2 separate regions of the Mus musculus genome follow, and region 1 is linked to region 2. The links are chromatin contacts, called in public HiChIP or PLAC-seq maps. All regions are on one chromosome and are shown on one strand. The core of a region is the stretch at or near the end of the contact, and the rest is flanking DNA. Distances in the headings are between cores, read along the strand shown. Region 1 holds the start of Rsc1a1 (regulatory solute carrier protein, family 1, member 1). Region 2 overlaps Plekhm2 (pleckstrin homology domain containing, family M (with RUN domain) member 2).

What was found. HiChIP or PLAC-seq counts read pairs in DNA pulled down with a chosen protein or histone mark.
Region 1: an H3K27ac HiChIP or PLAC-seq map of heart atrium shows a contact between it and region 2, with 11 read pairs. The contact joins the promoter of Rsc1a1 here to the enhancer-like site in region 2. A contact is called at or near these places in 8 of 39 promoter capture datasets (the C10 cell line, HPC-7-derived erythroid cells, frontonasal cranial neural crest and 4 more), 7 of 484 Hi-C or Micro-C datasets (bone marrow-derived macrophages, common lymphoid progenitors, granulosa cells and 3 more), 5 of 115 datasets of contacts at active chromatin or transcription factors (bone marrow-derived macrophages, embryonic stem cells, fibro-adipogenic progenitors and 1 more) and 5 of 9 other capture datasets (adipose tissue, embryonic stem cells, liver and 2 more).

What each region holds. Positions count from the first base shown.
Region 1 is chr4:141,683,853-141,689,172 of GRCm38.p6, reverse strand. Rsc1a1 (regulatory solute carrier protein, family 1, member 1) reads left to right here and starts at 3,457. Exons shown (of 1, transcript NM_023544.5): 1 at 3,457-5,320. The coding sequence starts at 3,574. It overlaps Ddi2 (DNA-damage inducible protein 2), which reads left to right. Exons shown (of 10, transcript NM_001017966.2): 10 at 3,542-5,320.
Region 2 is chr4:141,640,416-141,645,836 of GRCm38.p6, reverse strand. It overlaps Plekhm2 (pleckstrin homology domain containing, family M (with RUN domain) member 2), which reads left to right. Exons shown (of 20, transcript NM_001033150.2): 2 at 3,081-3,187; 3 at 3,322-3,431; 4 at 3,743-3,842; 5 at 4,333-4,420. Among named protein-coding and RNA genes, the nearest start is that of Slc25a34, 19 kb to the right of the region's middle. Within about 2 kb of position 2,151, at least 91 of the 459 cell types and tissues checked have an H3K27ac peak or open chromatin away from gene starts, as enhancers often do. A contact at or near this core is called in adipose tissue, bone marrow-derived macrophages, granulosa cells and 2 more, where this site is marked.

The DNA of each region.
Region 1 (5,320 bases), core at 2,208-4,707, 42 kb before region 2:
TTCAGTCTGGTTACGGTTAGCCTGTATGTACATTTATGTGTATGTCGCCATATATACACATAGGCATAAATTCTTGTTTAAGATTGACTGGTTATGGGAACAGTCCAGGATAAAGTATTATTATAAAGTATTTATTAAAAATATTTATAAAGTATTATATATAAAGTATTTATTAGTAAAAAGTATTCATTATACCTACTACCTCTGAGAGCTGAAGATACTGAAGAAAAAAAGAAAAGAATTGTTGGTGTCACAGCAGTTTGTTGTAGATAACTGAATTTTTTAAGCTTTTTTTTTTTCCTTTTTAAAAAGCTGGGCTCTATAAACGTTTATAAACTTCAAACGGTAAAATTTTCATTTTATTAAGCAGAAATGGAAAGTTGAGCTGAACCGCTTCCCCAGACTCATAGATAGTAGTGGGTGGGCAGGGCATGCTCCTGCGTCCTTGCCACCTGTGCTTCAGGGTGTGAGATAAGGCTGCGCTGTACATAGAGTGAAACTGTCTTTAAAATAAGTAGTGTTAAAAAAAAAAAAGAAGAAGAAGAAGAAGGGCGTGGTGGCACACGCCTTTAATCCCAGCACTTGGGAGGCAGTGGCAGGCAGATTTCTGAGTTCGAGGCCAGCCTGGTCTACAGAGTGAGTTCCAGGACAGCCAGGGATACACAGAAAAACCCTGTCTCAAAAAACCAAAAAAATAAAATAAATATTGTTGGTTTTATCTGACGATCTGACACAGATCTTTAGTAAGGGCTTGGAGGCTGATTGTAATTAGACTTGTAGCAAGTCATTCATATTCATTCTCTTTCTCTCTCCGACTCTTTCTCTCTCATCTTAAGGACATTAGGAATAGTTGATGTCCCTTAGCCCTTTTTTTTTCTTTAGCCCCCTGCGGTACTAGTATTTCAGTTTCAGAAGGATGGCATACATGCCGCTCTAATTAAGTACAGAGTCCACCAGGGCACCTGCGCCTCCCCTGCTCTATGGGGTGCGTAGGCCCTGACACCGAGCCCAGGTGTAAATGTTCCCTAAGGTGCTGGCTTGGATATCCTTTTGCAGTATGCTTTTTTATGTTAGCACTAGTCCAAAATTGAACTTATTTCAGAGTCAGCTGTATTGATTAGATGGATAAAGCTAAGAACTTTCTAGATTTACAGGATATAGATTTAAGCAGAGACAGAACGTCATCCTGTTTAACACCAGCTATAAGATAAGGTAGTTCTTTAAGAAGTTAGTCACGTAGTGTGGTGGCGCACGCCTTTAATCCCAGCACTCCGGAGGCAGAGGCAGTCGGATTTCTGAGTTCGAGGCCAGCCTGGTCTACAAAGTGGGTTCCAGGACAGCCAGGGTTATACAGAGAAACCCTGTCTCAAAAAACCAAAAAAAAAAAAAAAAAAAAAAAAAAGAAAGAAACATTCAGGCAAAAAAATTATGGGCTGGTGAGATGGCTCAGTGGGTAAGAGCACCCGACTGCTCTTCCAAAGGTCCAGAGTTCAAATCCCAGCAACCACATGGTGGCTCACAACCATCCGTAATGAGATCTGACTCCCTCTTCTGGAGTGTGTGAAGACAGCTACAGTGTATTTACATAAAATAATAAATAAATCTTTAAAAAAAAAAAAAAAAAAAAAAGAAGTTAGTCACGCCGGGCGTGGTGGCGCACACCTTTGCCTTTAATCCCAGCACTCTGGAGGCAGAGGCAGGCGGATTTCTGAGTTCTAGGACAGCCAGGGCTACACAGAGAAACCCTGAAAAAAAAAGAAGTTAGTCACTACCTTGAGGGGGTGCCACTGGCCTTTGAGCCCAGCATTTGCTCTTGAGTTCAAGGCCAGCCTGGTCTACAAAGTGAGTTCCAGTATAGCCAAAGAAACTCTTTCTCATAAAACAAACAGAAAGAACAACATAGGCTACAGGAGATCCCATCTCAACCACAAAAAGGAAAAGCTGACAACTTCCAGCAGGCCCATCCTCTCTCTCATGCAGCTCAGCGGGGTCTGATGAATTAATTAGTGATGTTAGCATCATAACTGCACTCTGTGTGACCTCACCAGTGGAAAACCAGCACTCACACTGATGTTAGTGTTCAGCACAAAGCATCTGAATTGAATTTAATAACCCAGGAACCAATATTTCCAGGGTTGATAGCAATCTATGCCTTTTAATTAAAGATATTTTTGGTGGTTAGAGGCTGGTTTTTAATAGTGCCAGAGGAGTTGGACCACTGTGGCTTCCGCATCAAGTTTGAAGGGCAATCAAATTCGGGTGGGTGTAAGTTATTGTTGCCTATCAAAGAATGATTACACTCTTCCTCTGCCCTCCTGTGGATTCAGTGACGTGCCTACGCCTGGTCAGTTCTGTTGTGCTGTACGAGGGTACAGCATTGAGAAGCTGGGCGTAATCCTGCATGTTGATCCCAGCACTCACACTAAAGCAGGAAACTCCCACACGTTTCAGGCTGAACAGAGCTCGTTAGAGAGCTAGAGATGTAGTTGGATTAGCAGAAGGCCTCCTGGCATATGTAAGATGAGGTTGGTTTGGTCCAGAGCACTACAGAAATTTGAGAACAGTAATGCATACCCATAGCTCTGACACTGGGAGCCATCGTCCTTATACATGAAGTCAAGAGTACAGGAAATGTGGAGGCCTCAAGTATGAATGCACAGTGGTTGAACAGATAAATAAAATTCTGTCTGCTTCATTTTTTGTTTTGTTCTTTGAATTGGGTGCTTAGTTTTACCATGGTTTTTGAAAAGCTTGGCTAGAAATAAAATCCACTGTTTACTTGTCTGTCTTCTAGAGCTCTCCAGGCATGTAAACCCCACCTCTCTTGGTTGCCCTGCTCTCTTGCCAGCGTGCTTGCTTTTGGACACCTGTGCTTACACTTGAAACATGAACAGCGAACTGGAGCCAACAGTGGTGGCCCATGCTGTAACCCCAGTGCTTAGGAGGCTGACGCACAAGGATTGCTGATAATTAAAGGCTTATCTGGCTTTACTATAGTGAGTTGGCCAGCCTAGGCTACAGAGTGAGAACCTATTGGGTTTTGTTTGTTTGTTTGTTGTTGTTTTAAAGAGGGGAAAAAGCCTTGTCATGAGAATCATCCTGTGAAGATGCAAAAAATCACCAGAAATAAAGTGACTGCTTGGTGTGGTGATGCGCTCCCATAGCCCAGCACTGCAGAAGCCAGGCAGGCGCCTCTCAGCTTACGGCCAGCTCTGCTGTGCAGTGAGAGCCTTTCTGGAGTGAATAAATACATCAATAAGTATCTTTTAAGTGTGAGCACTGACCCATCCATTGTGAAGTGCACGCTAATAGTGCTTTCTTTACATATGGAATTTTAATGTTTATTAAGCACACACCCATTTCAGCTTCAGTGACAGATGCTACCTTGCCACCATGAGAAAGATTCTTGTATTTTTTTTTTTTTTAGCATATTTGCAAGAGAGACCTAAATTAAAAGGCCTGCTTTTATTCTATTGAGGATTCAACTCTGATAAGTTAGTGGTCTGCTAGCTAATCTTTTTCTCTTTTCTCTTTATTACAGAGAAAAGCAGTAAAGAATCTACCTCACTGGGAATGTCATCATTGCCGACTTCAGATGGGTTTGACCATCCAGCTCCTTCAGGGCAGAGTCCTGAGGTTGGTAGCCCGACGAGTCTCGCTCGCTCTGTTTCTGCTTCCGTCTGCGCCATCAAGCCCGGTGACCCCAATAGCATTGAATCTCTAGCTATGGAGGCTACGAAGGCTTCAGCTGAATTCCAGACAAACTCTAAGAAAACAGACCCTCCTCCTCTGCAGGTTCTTCCTGACCTTGCTTCCTCAGCAGAGCAGAGTCTAGCCATGCCTTTCCATAAGTCATCAAAAGAAGCCGTTGTTGCAGGTAATCTGGAGAAATCTGTTGAGAAAGGAACCCAGGGCCTCAGAGTGTATCTCCACACAAGACAGGACGCTAGTTTAACTCTCACAACTACTGGGATGCGGGAGCCACAGATATTTGCGGAGGAAAAGAGTTGGCATCCAGAAAATCAGACCCCAAGTCCCGTGAACGGCCTTCAGCAGCACAGAGAAACAGGGAGTGTACAGCGAGAGGCTGGACAGCAGAGTGTTCCACAGGACCAGGGCTGTCTTTGTGACGCAGAAGACCTTGAGCTTCATGAAGAAGTTGTCAGTTTGGAAGCTCTGAGGAAAGGTGAGCTACAAAGACACGCTCATCTTCCCAGTGCAGAGAAGGGTCTTCCAGCTTCAGGACTCTGTAGCTGTCCATGCTCAGAAGCCCTGATGGAAGTAGATACAGCTGAACAGTCTCTGGTTGCTATGTGCAGCTCAACAGGCAGGCAGGATGCCGTCATCAAGAGCCCTAGTGTAGCACATCTCGCTTCAGATAATCCCACTATGGAAGTGGAGACATTACAGTCTAACCCGTCCTGTGAGCCTGTGGAACATTCCATCTTGACTCGGGAATTGCAGCTCCCAGAAGATAATGTTGACATGTCTACAATGGATAACAAAGATGACAATTCCTCTTCCCTTCTAAGTGGCCACGGTCAGCCCTCTGTGGAATCAGCAGAAGAATTTTGTTCATCTGTCACAGTGGCCTTGAAAGAACTCCATGAGCTTTTGGTCATTAGCTGTAAGCCAGCTTCAGAAGAGTCACCTGAGCATGTTACCTGTCAGTCAGAGATAGGAGCTGAGAGCCAACCAAGTGTTTCAGACCTTTCAGGAAGAAGGGTCCAAAGTGTGCATTTGACCCCTAGTGACCAGTACTCACAAGGCTCCTGTCACCAGGCCACCTCTGAATCAGGAAAGACAGAAATCGTAGGAACTGCCCCTTGTGCTGCGGTAGAAGATGAAGCATCCACTAGCTTTGAAGGTCTGGGTGATGGCTTGTCACCTGACCGAGAAGATGTCCGCAGATCAACAGAGTCAGCCAGGAAGAGCTGTTCTGTCGCCATAACCTCAGCTAAACTGTCTGAGCAGTTGCCCTGCACCTCAGGGGTAGAAATAGCACCTGAACTTGCAGCAAGTGAGGGTGCCCACAGTCAGCCTTCAGAGCATGTGCATAATCCAGGCCCAGACAGGCCGGAGACCAGCAGTGTCTGCCCTGGAGCTGGGTTGCCCCGTAGTGGATTGGACCAACCTCCCACACAGTCCTTGTCCACCCCCTCCGTTCTTCCACCGTTCATCTTTCCTGCTGCAGATGTTGACAGGATTCTTGGTGCCGGCTTCACTCTGCAGGAAGCGCTCGGGGCTCTGCATCGAGTTGGTGGGAATGCAGACCTTGCCCTTCTTGTTTTGTTAGCAAAGAACATTGTAGTCCCAACAT
Region 2 (5,421 bases), core at 902-3,401:
TTTTTTTTTTTTGGTTTTTTCGAGACAGGGTTTCTCTGTGTAGACCCAGCTGTCCTGGAACTCACTTTGTAGACCAGGCTGGCCTCGAACTGCCTGGCTCTGCCTCCCAAGTGTCATTTTGTTTTTAAAGTGTATATTGTGTATGGTACTGGGGATTGGGGCCGTGTGTGTGTGTGTGTGTGTGTGTGTGTGTGTGTGTGTGCATGCGCGCACACACACTGGGTAAGTTCTCCCCCACTTCAGCCCTATCTCCAGCCCTTAAGTTAACTTCAAATAGTCACTTTAGGGCAGCAGACACCAGACTGGACTGCTCAGCTCTAAAAAAAAAAAAAAAAAAAAAAATCCCTTTAACTATTTTTCTTTTCTCCCAGGGATGAGTTTGTTTGCAGACATGATTTCTTTAGTTGTTCTGGAACTCACTCTGTAGACCAGGCTGGCCTCGAACTCACAGATCCACCTACCTCTGTCTCCTGAGTTCTGGGATTAAAGGTGTGGGCCACCAGCACCCGACTTCCCCTTTAAGTCATTTTAAAGGGGAGAAAAAATGAGCCAGGGAGTCAAGTAACTCTCTGAGGTGTGCCACTGTGTGGCAGTGCCAGGCTTAGCTCCCGTTTCCTGCCTCCGCCCCCTGTGCCATTGCCGTATGCATCCCTGCAGTGTTTTAATTATATGTTTTTATTTTGTATGTGTATGGGGGGGTTACATATGTGTTGTGGCACATGTCTAGAGCTCAAAGAACAACTTAGGAGAGTCAGTTCTCTCCAGCTACCCTGTGGGTATGGAGGCTTGAACTCAGGTCGTCAGCCTTGGCAGCAAGCCTCTTTGATGCTGAGCCGTGGTGTGTGCTTTTTTTTTTTTTTTTTTTTTTCCTAAAAAATGGTTTTGTGGGCTGGTGAGATGGCTCAGTGGGTAAGAGCACCCGACTGCTCTTCCAAAGGTCCAGAGTTCAAATCCCAGCAACCACATGGTGGCTCACAACCATCTGTAACAAGATCTGATGCCATCTTCTGGAGTGTCTGAAGACAGCTACAGTGTACTTATATATAATAAATAAATCTTAAAAAAAAAAAATGGTTTTGTGTTGTAGATTGTTCTGAGTCATGAAATCATGTATAGATTTGCAACCCTGTATTTTTGCAATGTTTGCATATTTGCAAAGTGTAAATATGTGTAGGACATATCTAAAGACATCTGTCAGATTTCCCACGGGGCCCAAGGAAGACTGAGCAAATGGGGATGGGGCCTGTGTTCCTGGGCCAGACTGGATACTGTGAAACACCATCAACTCTCCATGTGACTGGTCTCTGGGTTCAGCATAATTCTATTATAAATCCGAGATGGGGCTGGAGAGATAGCTCAGCATTGGCTGCTCTTCCAGAGGACCAGGGTTGCATCCCCAGCCCCCACATGGCAGCTCACAACGTACATGCAGGTAAAACACCCGTACACATAAAACAAATTTTCAAAAAAACCCAAAATGGAATGGTGATGAACTTTGATGGTGAGAGAATGGCTTGGGGTGAGTAAAGTGGCTGAGCACGCAGAGGGGCTTGCCACCAAACCCGATGACCTGAGTTCGATCCCCGATTGCATCCATAAGATAAAAGGAGAGAACCAGCAGGTTGTCCTCTGACCTCCATATGTGCACATGTGCCCCCTATAAGTATAACGTAAATTTTGGCTGGAATAACAGTTTTGTAAAAGAATAGCAGGGTGGGGGCTAAGTGAACTTCTGCCGGTGTCCAAGGGCTGAGGAAAGTGGAGGCAATCAAATGGGGACTGATTTGGAAATAGACAGCAGACCAACAACACAGAATAATCTAGAAAAGGCTTGTGGCTCAGATGGAAAGAGGCTAAGTCATTAATAAATATGAAAAAAAATGGGTCACCCATCCAGAAGTAGTACAGGTGACCCTTAACTTCACGCTCAAAGACCTAAGCACAGAAGACAAAGGTCTGCAGGGGTGGGATAGCCAGCGACAGAGCCTCTCGAGTGGCTGTGTCTTGCCTAGCATGGACCCGGAACGAGAATTCAGTCCCAGTCAGCCTGGCTGCTGGGCTTGTTCCGGGTCATAGAGAAGAGGCTATTTTTGTTGTGGGAGTTCAATGGTTGGCCTCCCTCCAAGAGCATGTGCCTCTTGGTGTGACTGATCTGCCACTGCAGCTGCTTCCAGAAAACACTTGAGAGCGGAGTGGTCCCAGGAGCTTAAACCCACCCCCAGTGTATGGGGATCTCTGCTCTTTTCTTGCATTTTCCATCTGGGCCACTGGGAAGGTGACAGGAGAGGGCTCTGCTCTGGCTGCATAGATCTCAGGCTCCTGGCCTCTATCATCCTGGTGGGCTGGGGGTGCTTCAGAGCTCAGAGTCCTCTGAGATCTCAGACTTCCTCTCTTCCCCTTCTTTCTCTCATTCTCCCTGGCTCTCTTTTTCCCTCCCTCCCACCCTCTCTCTGTCCCCCTGTCCAGCTCTGGGAACAGAGTCCTTCTTGGCACGGGGCTTGACACAAATCTGGCACACACCTAGATGTGGCCATTTTCCTCGGGTACATCTAATGTCCATGTCAGCCTCTGGCAGGAAAGCCATCAAAGCAGGTGACCCAGCCTCTCAGACTTTGGTGTGTACAGAGGGCAGCTCCAAGCAGGGCCTACACATTAAATAAATGATATATTTTTTTTGATATTTTTTAAAGTGTTTGGGAATCTTTTTTAAATGCCTTCAGATATTACCAACAGGCTCTCTCTCTCTCTCTCTCTCTCTCTCTCTCTCTCTCTCTCTCTCTCTCTTTCTCTGTGTGTGTGTGTGTGTGTGTGTGTGTGTGTGTGTGTGTGTCTATGTCTGATAACAGATACCACTGTGTATGATGCCCAGGCTGCAAGCACAGCCTATCCCCCTGCCCCAAAGCATAGTGCCCAACACACTGTGAGCTGGCCATCCCTCACAAGGCTATCTACACAAAGTCCTCCTGAGAGCCTTTGCCCTCGGAAACCTCCTGGGCAAGATCAGGGCAGACTCGACGGGCCATCCCAGGACGCCATATACCCAGAGCCGCTCCTCGTCAGCACTGTCGTCTTCCTTTCAGCTGCAGAGCTACTTTGCAGCATGTGAGGACGAGACCCCTGCCATCCGGAACCACGACAAGGTCCTGCAGCGCCTGTGTGAGCACCTGGACCACGCCCTGCTGTACGGGTGAGTTCAGTCCCCTCCTCGTGCTGTGGGGGCCGGGCACAGGGAGGCTTGTCTCACTCAGGCAGGCCACAGTGAGGCACCTGGTTGCCTGAGACAGCCCGCCTCAGCCCAGCACTGCTGTCCCATCCTCACAGGTTGCAAGACTTGTCCTCTGGCTACTGGGTGCTCGTGGTCCATTTTACCCGCAGAGAGGCCATCAGGCAAATTGAGGTGCTACAGCATGTAGCCACCAACCTGGGGCGAAGTGAGTAGAACCGCTCCCCTGTGGGGAGCTCTGGTCCTGCCAGGGTCGGCCTGAGGCAGCTGTCTGTCTGTCTTGTAGTGTCCAGTGGCAGTGGGGGCTGACATTCCCACGCCTTCCGCAGAGCCTCATTTTTTTCTCCCCTGCATGTGACAGTTTGTGGGCGGGTCACTGAGGAAGTGAAGGGGAACTTGGTACACAAGGAAACCTTTGGAGTCCCAGGTCAGAAACCATGTTAGCCTGCAGGATCAGGGCAGCATCCTTGACTTTCTCAGAACTGCCCAGCAGCTGAGTCACTCCTGGCTTCTCTGCAGGCCGAGCCTGGCTCTACCTGGCCCTCAATGAGAATTCCTTGGAGAGCTACCTGCGTCTGTTCCAGGAGAACCTGGGCCTGCTACAGAAGTACTATGTCAGGTAAGTGTCTGAACCGCCCGGTCCCCAGCTCCCTAAGCCTCGGCCCAAAGCCTCCTGTCACACGGAGACAGAGGCCTAGCTCAGTGTCACCTACTGAGGGCTGTGACTGTAGAGCATGTGACATCTTGCTGGCAGTCTGAGGCCTCCTCCAGCATCCCAGCCGGGCTCTGAAGAGTCTGCCTTGGCCTCAGACTCACCACACACCCAATGCTTGCCTACCCCTTTGCTGGGGACACTTCAGGGACAGGGTGTTTATAGCAGCCACCGAGAGTCTGGTAAGCCTTTTGCTCCAGGCCCATCTCTGGAGACCTCACAGCCAGTGAGAGAACAGGAGAGAGGGAGAGGAGTGGGGCATGCCTGAATGAGCTGGGTGCCATCCAGGGGTGGACTGTCATGTGTCCAACTTCAACACCGTGGGCTTTCTGGTGTGGGTGAGCCATGCTGGTGACCAGCCTCAGAAGTCTCCGGGTTGTTTTTTTCTGTCTGGCAGGAACGCCCTGGTCTGCAGCCACGATCACCTGACTCTCTTCCTGACCTTGGTGTCTGGGTTGGAGTTTATTCGGTTCGACCTGGATCTGGTGAGATGCCTTGGCTCTTGGTACTGGAGGGAGGCAAGGGAGGGAACACAGAACTCCATCTTCCAGTCTGGAGCTTGCTGGGTGTGGCCAAGCCTGGCTACGCCTGTTTGCTCGGATAAAGGATGCCTCTGGGTCAGCAGGATTAGATGGAGGGGGACTGACTTATGGCCTGGATTCTTGCTTCAGTGTCTTCCTGCCTTTCTATCCACCCGGGGAAACGGCACATTGCCTGAAGTGTCTTAGCTCTGTCTGAGAGGTGAGGATGAGTGTCCTTGGCTTTGTGCTTCTCCACAGAGCAGCCTGAAATACATGGAAATAAGGCAACAGCGGCAACAAACCAGGGGCCAGTGCTTTGGCTCAGCAAGTGAAGATGCTTGTAACATAAGCCTGTCCCCCTGGGTTCACCCCTCAGAACCCAAATAAAAGTGAAAGCAGGGAACCAACACCACAAAGATGCCCTCTGACCTCCCCACAAATCCTGCAGCATATGCGCCCCCCCGCCCCAGCCACTGCCACACACACATCATCCACACAAAATAAAAATGAATAAATAATTTTTATTGAGATAGGATCTCACTAAGTAGCCCAGGCTAGCCTGGAACTCACATAGATACCTGCCTCTTCCTCCCAAGAGTTGGGATTAAAGGTGTGTATCACTATGCCTAGCTTCCAGTTTTTTGAAAACTTATCAATTATTTATTTCTGGAAGTATCCATTTCGTATTTCCAGACTGCAGTAACAAATCGTAGCAAGCGAAACTGCAAGCCTAAGGAGATGACTGTCTGAGGACAATGCCAACCCCAAAGAGGCCAGAGCATCTCATGGGCCTGGCTTCTGAGATTAACGTAGCTGCCCCATTCGGCCATGGTAGACACCAGGGAAAGTGAGATTCTAAAGCCAAGAGCTATCAAGAGAACGTTGCTGGTCTAGACAGCTCTTTCCTTTCTTTTTTGTGGTGTGATGGTGGAGCCCCCGCCTTGCATGCCTTGCACACCTTCAGG